Regions from separate parts of the Zea mays genome. Here regions 1 and 2 are each linked to region 3. A link is a contact called in public Hi-C data. All regions are on one chromosome and are shown on one strand. The core of a region is the stretch at or near the end of the contact, and the rest is flanking DNA. Distances in the headings are between cores, read along the strand shown.

What was found. A called contact is a pair of places that touch in the nucleus more often than the background predicts.
Region 1: a contact with region 3 is called in a Hi-C map of ear, with 4 times the contacts expected there. The contact joins the promoter of LOC109941430 here to the promoter of LOC103635534 in region 3. A contact is called at or near these places in 2 of 25 Hi-C or Micro-C datasets (ear and tassel).
Region 2: a Hi-C map of tassel shows a contact between it and region 3, with 3 times the contacts expected there. The contact joins the promoter of LOC103635537 here to the promoter of LOC103635534 in region 3. A contact is called at or near these places in 6 of 25 Hi-C or Micro-C datasets (ear, endosperm, leaf and 1 more).

The regions. Positions count from the first base shown.
Region 1 is chr8:89,508,236-89,510,935 of Zm-B73-REFERENCE-NAM-5.0, reverse strand. LOC109941430 reads left to right here and starts at 1,290. Exons shown (of 3, transcript XM_020542380.3): 1 at 1,290-1,561. The coding sequence starts at 1,513. It overlaps LOC103635529 (DUF21 domain-containing protein At4g14240), which reads right to left. Exons shown (of 13, transcript XM_008657959.1): 13 at 650-1,104. The coding sequence ends at 976.
Region 2 is chr8:90,091,018-90,093,717 of Zm-B73-REFERENCE-NAM-5.0, reverse strand. LOC103635537 reads right to left here and starts at 1,369. Exons shown (of 8, transcript XR_004851990.1): 1 at 938-1,369; 2 at 705-788; 3 at 471-531.
Region 3 is chr8:89,832,099-89,834,798 of Zm-B73-REFERENCE-NAM-5.0, reverse strand. It overlaps LOC103635534 (oxidoreductase 2OG-Fe(II) oxygenase family protein), which reads right to left and starts at 1,280. Exons shown (of 7, transcript XM_008657965.4): 1 at 293-1,280. The coding sequence starts at 890.

The DNA.
Region 1 (2,700 bases), core at 41-2,540, 320 kb after region 3:
TTTCCCGTGGCAGAATTCGGAATGTGCCGCCGCGTCGAATTCGGTGTTCCTTATATGTAGTGCACGGACGAGTCAGTATCGAGGCACTTCCAAGAACCGAGTGGAGGAAACTTGACGTCATAGATGAAGATTTCCTCTTTTTTTTGTTTAAGAAAATAGCTGAAGGTTTCTTGGCAGCCAAGGCCCAAGTTTCCTGTATTTACAACTCAATTGAAGATTCTGTTTGGTTCATCACCGTAAAATAATGCAGAAAGATCCGGTAACCCAAGTTTCCTAGGACCAGGCGTAAGATGCAAGCTAGTACTGTATCATCCAATGCGTCCCACGAAGTAGGGCTGGAAACCAGTCGCTCGTTTCAAAAATATCATTCTAAAAAAAATAAAAATAAGTTGATTTTAGGTGACTTTCGACTTCGACTCAGCTTAAAGTAAGATCTCATACAAAAGAGACCCTGATAAATAAGATTTATCAATTTTGAAGAAAGCTCAAAAATATGCATTTGACTCGTGAACCACCCTAGTCTACGTGGAACAGTCCTTTTCAAATCTCCAAGCCTTTTCCTAATAACAGAATTATACTGGTTCACACCAAGCATGTCCGTTCCGATATTTTTTTTAAAAATCTTATGCATAACTATGAAGCCTAGGAATCGACGAATTTGAAGCACATATATAAAGCAGTTGCTAACTTGCTACTGCGGTTAGCGGTGACATTCAAAAATGGCGACTCTACTTTCGAAGCCCAAAACACAAAAAAAAAGGGAGGGGGATCCAAAGAATTCAACACTAATGTAATGTCCATAATGACACCAAAACCACATCGCTCGGTCGCTCATGTTGGAATTTGCAACAATGAGTTCATCTCTATTTACCTCTTGCTACAATATAGCAAGAACCATAGGCTCTTCCAGCATGGTTCCCTACGTTGCGCAATGCATTTTAGAGTTCCTCTTTTCCAGAAGAGGTTCCATTAGAGTTACCTCCCCTTTTCCAGAAGAGGTTCCATAAGGTTCACTTGTTTTGATGGGTTTGAATCACCCTCAGTAGGTTTCTTGAGAATTCCAGGAGGTTGCTGTCCTTGGCGATTCTGTGCTCCCTGAAGGTTCTATAAAATCAACAGTGTTAGTTAGTAATTCATTATAACTTCATGGTAATTCTGAACCAGTGATGAAAAGTTAAAGCTAGGACTATAAGAACACTACGAAATGCCAGCAGTGAGTATAATAAAGAATATCCAGTCGTCTATACGAAACAAGGAAGCATCTCCAGCGCATATTCTGCTAGTCTACAAGTTTCGAGCTATCGGCTGTCCATTTAACACGCCACTTCTTAAGTAACCAAGCATATATTATTTTATTATAAAAATAACACTACAAGGAATATATGAAATTACTGTCAGCTCCGGTTCCCTTCCCTGCTCCTCCCTTGATGCGTCGCTCGGGCCGTGGATCCCGGCCATGGAGTCGCGTCCTCCCTGCTCGACCTCGCCGTCGTCTGTCCTTCAGCGCTGGTGATGGCCACCGCCCCTGCTCGTCCCCAGCCTCGCCGATGCCGCTTCCCTGGTGCTCGCCCTCTCCCTGCTCAGTTTTGGCGGCCCCTGTGGTGTTCAGCGCTCCTCTGCTCCCAGCCTCCAGCCAGCTAGGCGGTAGGCGCCCAGCCCCCAAGCGCAAGCGGTCGCAGTGCCCCTGCTGGTTCCCGGCCGCTGCCCTTCCTTCCCTCTATTTCCTGCGTAGCTGCTCCCCTCTGCAGCGTCTCCCCTGCGCAGCCCCCCGACATCTTCCCTACCACCTGCACAACTCCCTCCATGGCGGCCCCCATCACCTCTCCCGCCGCTTCTGTGGCTCCCGGTCTCCTCGGCGCCGCCCCCATGCCGGTTCTCTGTCCTAGCCCGCCCGCGACTTGGACTTCTCCTCCTGTCGTCAAGGGCCCTGTCTCCCCTGCGTTTGCTATGCCTCCCCTCGCCGGTTCCATGGCTTCACCCCCAACATACATGAGCTTTGCCTTGCCCGCTACTCCCGTGGCTCCTGGATTCTGCGGCCCTCTCCTGGCTTCGCCCATTTCCATCGGGATCACAGTGTGCATCCGCCTCCACAACGACCACCTTGTCCAAGGCACCTTTGTGGCCTTCGATCGCGCCATGAGTCATGTCCTTCGTGACTGCATCGAGCTTCATCCAAATGCGGGTCATCACGTGTTTGTACCGCTTGTCTTCCCCCATCCTATGATCGCCTGCCTGGCGATCGAGCCCTCGTTGTCCCCCTCCCCTCTTAGTGGGCCTGTCGGAGCATCTCCCCGTAGCTCTTTCCGCGCACCCCGTGGCTTCACCACCCTCTCACTCCCACCAATTGGGTGGTCGACTCGGGAGCCTCTTTCCACACCACTCCCACAACTAGCTCGTTATCCCACTCCCATCCACCACACCCCTCACATCCTCCTCCCTCTATCATTGTGGGCAACGCTTCCACCCTCTCGGTCACCTCAATAGATGCATCGGTTCTTTCAGGACCATTCTACCTTAACAATGTCCTTGTTGCTCCTGGTCTGACTCATCCCCTTCTCTAAGTTTGTCGCTTTACTAGTGACAACCACTGTTCTATGGAGTTCGATCCCTGGGGGCTCACCATACGCCACCTTCCCACGCATGTCGTGCTTACTCGTTGTGACAACTCCGACCCCCTCTACTCTATTCACTTGCCTTCCA
Region 2 (2,700 bases), core at 120-2,619, 260 kb before region 3:
TAATTGACTCTCTCGTTGCAAAGACGGTTTTGGTCATAGTCATAGCGATGCGTGTGTGCCCTTTTATTGTCAAACCCACAAACTCAATATACTTTGGAAATTCATCGCACTAATAAAAAGTAATAAGAGCAAGTTCAACTGATGAGACAAATGCTTGTCTATAAGGGTGTCGTATCAGCTATAGGTAAGCTTACAAACTACTCACTCTGATGCCAGATATAATTACTAAGAAAGCTATGAATCTAACAAAGTTTGCCTACGTTTGAACTCCTTTTAACAAGCTTGTATATGTTATATCTTCTATGTTTCAAGGATACAAGAGAATGCTCTAAGCTGATGTGAGAACACATATCACGAGGCCTGTTATGAAATGCCAGGTCATTTTTTACTATATATTGCAGAGAACAGATAAATTCAAGGGGGATTACATATGTCTGGCAAAAACAATAAAATGGCAAGTCTCTTATAACCTCTAGGAATGTGATTTTGAGCTGATTTGACGGCTTAATCACCACACTGATGAGCTCATCCCTACATCAAACAAAGGAGCAGAGCACTCCGCATTTAGCATGTGCAACACGTCACCACCAAAATTCATTTCCTACAGCATCCTTGTGAAAGTGAGACAAATGTAATCACAAATTGATGTACAGTACAGAACTGGAATGGCCGCAGTTGATGGAGTAGAGTGAGGCCTTACCTACCTACCTATCTGGAGATGCAAAGCGGGCCGCGTACGCCCGGGGCTTGGCCTTGTCACCGTAGTATGTCATCCCGGCGTTGTAGTCCTGAGACGCGGAAGGACTGAATGAGTCAGCATTCACTAAATTCGAAACCAAACACTGAGCTCCTCCGCACCCCCGCGACGCCCAGCAACCCTAACCGCAGGAGGACGATGGAATGTAGGAGTGAAGAAACAGTTCAGGTCGGTAATTACATCGGGCTCGAGGATGTCGTCGAAGGACGGAGGCACGCGGATGGAGAAGCCGCTGCCGTAGTACTGCGACCAAGACCTCGTGTTCGCGATGCCGCCCAAAGCCGGGGGTCCTGGTTTAGAGGAAGGCGTTTGCGTTGGCAGCGAGGGGGGCGGAGATGGGGACGTCGCCTCCGCGGCCGCGGTGGGGTCGGAGGCGGAGTCCGAGACCGAGGCAATGGCGATGACGGTGTGGACAGTGAAGCCGCGGCGTGAGGCCCCGCAGCGGCATAGGGGTCGCCGTGGTGGGTTCGGGTGATGCGGCAAAGGGGCGAGCGGGAGAAGCGCGGCAGGGGCCATAGCGCCGCGCCGAGTGGCGGAGACGAGGGCCGAGTGCGGTTGGAGCCGTGGCGAGAGCGAGTACGGGTTTCGGGCTGATTTTTCGGATAAGGGATGGGCGCAATACGTGGCGGTGGCGCTGAGACGGGCCATTGGAAGAGAAACGTGGTAGTAGTTTTTGTTAACTCATGTCTGACTCCACTAAATAGCAAGTGGTCAATCCCACGTCCCCGCAACTTCCATTTTCAGAAAACTTTTTTGCCACAATTTGCAAACTTTTTAGTGGCCAGGCCCACACCCCGCGCAACTTCCATTTTTCAAAAAAAAAATTCTCCAAATTCTTTATTTAATAATTGCAAACTTAAACTTGGTCGGAGCAAAAAAAACCGCCCTCCTACTATTACCACGTGATTGGTTGGCATGCTCCGTTGCTGCGGGCTCGCGGCGGCCTGAATGGCTAGCGAAGTCTGATCTCCATTTTCCCATGTATGTAGGAGGTAAAAAAGTGTTTAGATTAAAGCAGTATGTATTGGCCAATCTCGTGCTCCAGCAGTTAACCAATCACCGACTCACACACAGTTAACGCACGCGACCGCTATAATATGGCGAGCAAGGTAACCAATCACGTGATTAATGTCTAAAGTCGACACTTCAGTATGCACACAAGTCATTGATAGCTAAGCAGAGATCGAACATTGGCCTCGACCATTAGAGCGAGCGAGGATTTTTTTAACCCTTGGGGCTGATTTGGTGGTCAGGGATCCCAAGGGGATCCATGGGAAAGAATCCCCTTGTTATTCAAAATTGAATTGCAAGAGGATTTCTTCCCCTTGGAATCCCTAATCACCAAATCAGCCCTTGAGGGGAATCTAACCCATAACTTGAAAGGTGTTAGTTGAAAGCCCTTAACCACTAGGCTAGAGGCCATTTCACAAAATAAAATTGCAAACTTAGGTCTTTTTGGGATAGCTCCAGCTCCAAAAAAATTTGGAGTTTGTGGAATAGGTCATTAGAGGGTGTTTAGGATGGCTTCAGATTCTAACTCCAGTGTGAGTTATAGTTTATAATATCAATTTAAATAATTTTAAAAATATTTTTAATCTAAATAATAAACAAAATGACTATCTAAATATCTTCTAAAGGCTTATAGCTTCAGCTCCATGATTTTCTGGAGCACCTAATGACCTGCTCTACCAACTCCACCAAATATTCTCGAGCTAAAGCTATCCTAAAGACCTAAACATGACCTAGGTGCTACAGAAAATCATGGAGTTAGAGCTGTAAGCCTTTAGAAAATATTTATAAGTCAGTTTGTTTATTATTTAGATTAAAAATATTTTAAAAATTATTTAGTTTGATATTATAAACTACAGCTCTAACGTTGGAGCTAGAACATGAAGTCATCCCAAACATTCCCCAAGACATTTCTATCTATATATTAAAGCGGG
Region 3 (2,700 bases), core at 31-2,530:
TTTACAGTTAGTTAGTTAGGCCCGGAAAGGAGTTTAGTAATAAGAAAAAAATACTTGCGGGAAAGTCACATCTGGCTACCAGATCCAAGAGTTCACGAAGCGGCCGAAATTTATTTGATAATTTTGGAAACTCTAATCTACTAGTGCGGACGTCGAGCTAAAGGAAACGACGACGGATTCTGCATGTCCGAATGCCGGAGGCCGGAACATGAACGGGATGCAGCAGGCAAAGGTAATTAATTGACGCGAGCACGGGAGAATTTAATTTTCGGGTTAGCGTGATTGTACTTACGTCCGTCTGGGACGGTGTCGTCTTCCGTAGAGGGGGCCTTCCGCTCCGACGAATCTCCCGAGGAGTCAGCCCCCGCGTCCGCCTCCTCGTGACACTCCAAGGCGGGGTTGATGACGGTGCCGTCAGCCTCCTCGGCCTCCGGAGCCGGATCCTGGTGTATAGGATCCTGCTGGTGCTCCGGCCTGGGTTCGGGCTCCGCCTCAGAGGGGAGGTCTTCCATGGGATCGTGGATCACCGTGGACGCGACCTCCTCCTCCGAGTAGCAGCAGGGCCCCGCGGCGGCGCGGGCGGCCGCGACGCGGCGCAGCTCGGCGTTGACGTCCGTGACGGGGTAGAACTTCTGCATGTGGAGGACGGGGAACCAGTTGGCGCGTCGGCGGTGGAGCGCGGCGAAGACGGGGTCGTACTCGGCCCCGCCGCCGCCGCCGATCTGCGCCAGGTGTCCGCACAGCGCGTCGATCATCGCGTTCGCGGCCGCGAACTCGCCGCGGAACCACCCGATCACCGCGTCCATGGCCGCCACCTCGGGCGCCGCGGGACCGCCAGCCGCCGCGGCCGAGCCCACCGGCGACCCCGGCATGCCGGCCGCCGTCGTCATCGCTCCCGCGATCGCCAGTCCAAGCTCGTCACCGCCCTGCCTCTCTCTCTCTCCCCCGAATTCCCTACGCCTCTCGTCTCTGCCTCCCCACCTCTCTTCTAGACTTCTAGTAATGGCGTTGGCCCTGGCAAAACAGAGGAAGACGGTGTGTGGGGCTCTGGCTCACCCGGGCGCTCGTACTTATAAATGCCTCGGCGGGTGCCCGTGGCCAGGGCCAGCCCCAATCGGGTGACGTAGCGGCGAGTCGGGAAGCGCGGATCCGGCGTCGAGGCTGAATTGCCGTTAAGGGCCAGGTCGCTTTTGTGCCTGCGACCTACGGGGGGTCGGACCGGACGGGCAACGGGGGTAGTAGGGGGCGCGTGCGGACCGCGCTCGCCACCCACCGGCCGGGCCGCCGGGGCTCAGAGGCAGAGGGTGGCAGCGTCGCCCTACCGGACCTGATATTGGGACGCATGCCGTGCGGTGCGGCACGGAACGTTCTTCGTGGGCGCAGTCTTCTGGACCACGCATGATCCTGGTCGTGCGCTTCAGAGCGGCACGGGCATGTCCGGTTTCTTTTCGAGAAAGAAGCTAGCGATGTATCGTGCACTGTGGATATGTTCCAAATGACGTGGAGAAGGGCGTTGAAGAAGTGGAGATGACAATTTTTGTAACGCGCATAGAGACAATTCAATCTTTGGGACGTTATTCAGCGAACCGGAGAAAAAAGTTATTGGACCCAGCAACTAGATTACATGATCTCGTAGGTGCCGTTCTTCAAATACTATATGTGTTTGTGATGATTGTGTTGTATTTTTTGAGGATATAACATGAAATTAAGGTTGATTGTTATATTGTTCAAGATCACTTAGCATGTGATCGGTTGCGAGACAGATCAGCTGAGAATGGGGTGAACCTGGTTTGAGGGATGAAATGATCTCTAGTCATGTTTGGTTGGAGGGATAGAGCGATCACTATTTGTTGTTTGGTTTGAGAAAGTATATGATCAACATTTGGATTAAAAAAAATGCAAATTGTAGAACATCGTGGCATGGTCATAAGTACTTTGGGCATGAGCTGTAGTTTTTGGAAATTTAGCTTAAAAGCTGGCTTTTTTCTGACTTTTGGCTTGTAGCTATTGACTTCTTTTATATTTTTTGTTTGGCTTCTAGTTGTTGACTTTTGATATTGAATACGATGAGAAGGGGCATGCCTTTCCAACCACCACCCTTGTAGACTTTGATATCACTGCCCTCGAGGGGAATAACATGCCCACCACGGCACCACCTATAGAAGGAACCGCATGCCCATCCTCGATGCAACGCACACGTTTGAAGTCTTATATGTAGTGATGCACAATTTGGAGGAGCTATAAAGGGATGCGAGGCTAAATCAATTACAGATTGCACATCTCCTGCATCACTACAGTTTTTGTAACGCCAATTTTTGTAACGCGCATAGAGACAATTCAATCTTTGGGACGTTATTCAGTGAACCAGAAAAAAAGTTATTGGAGCCACAAACTAGATTACTTGATCTCGTAGGCTCCGTTCTTCAAATATTATATATGTTTGTGATGATTGTGTTGTATTTTTTCAGGATATAACATAAAATTAAGGTTGATCGTTATATTGTTCATGATCACTTAGCATGTGATCGGTTGCGAGACAAGCCAGTTGAGGATGGTGTGGACCTTGGTTTGAGGGATGAAATGATCCCTAGTCATGTTTGGTTGGAGGGATGGACGATCACTATTTGTTGTTTAGTTTGATGAAGTATATGACCAATAATTTGGATTAATAAAATATGTAAATTATACAACATCGTGGCA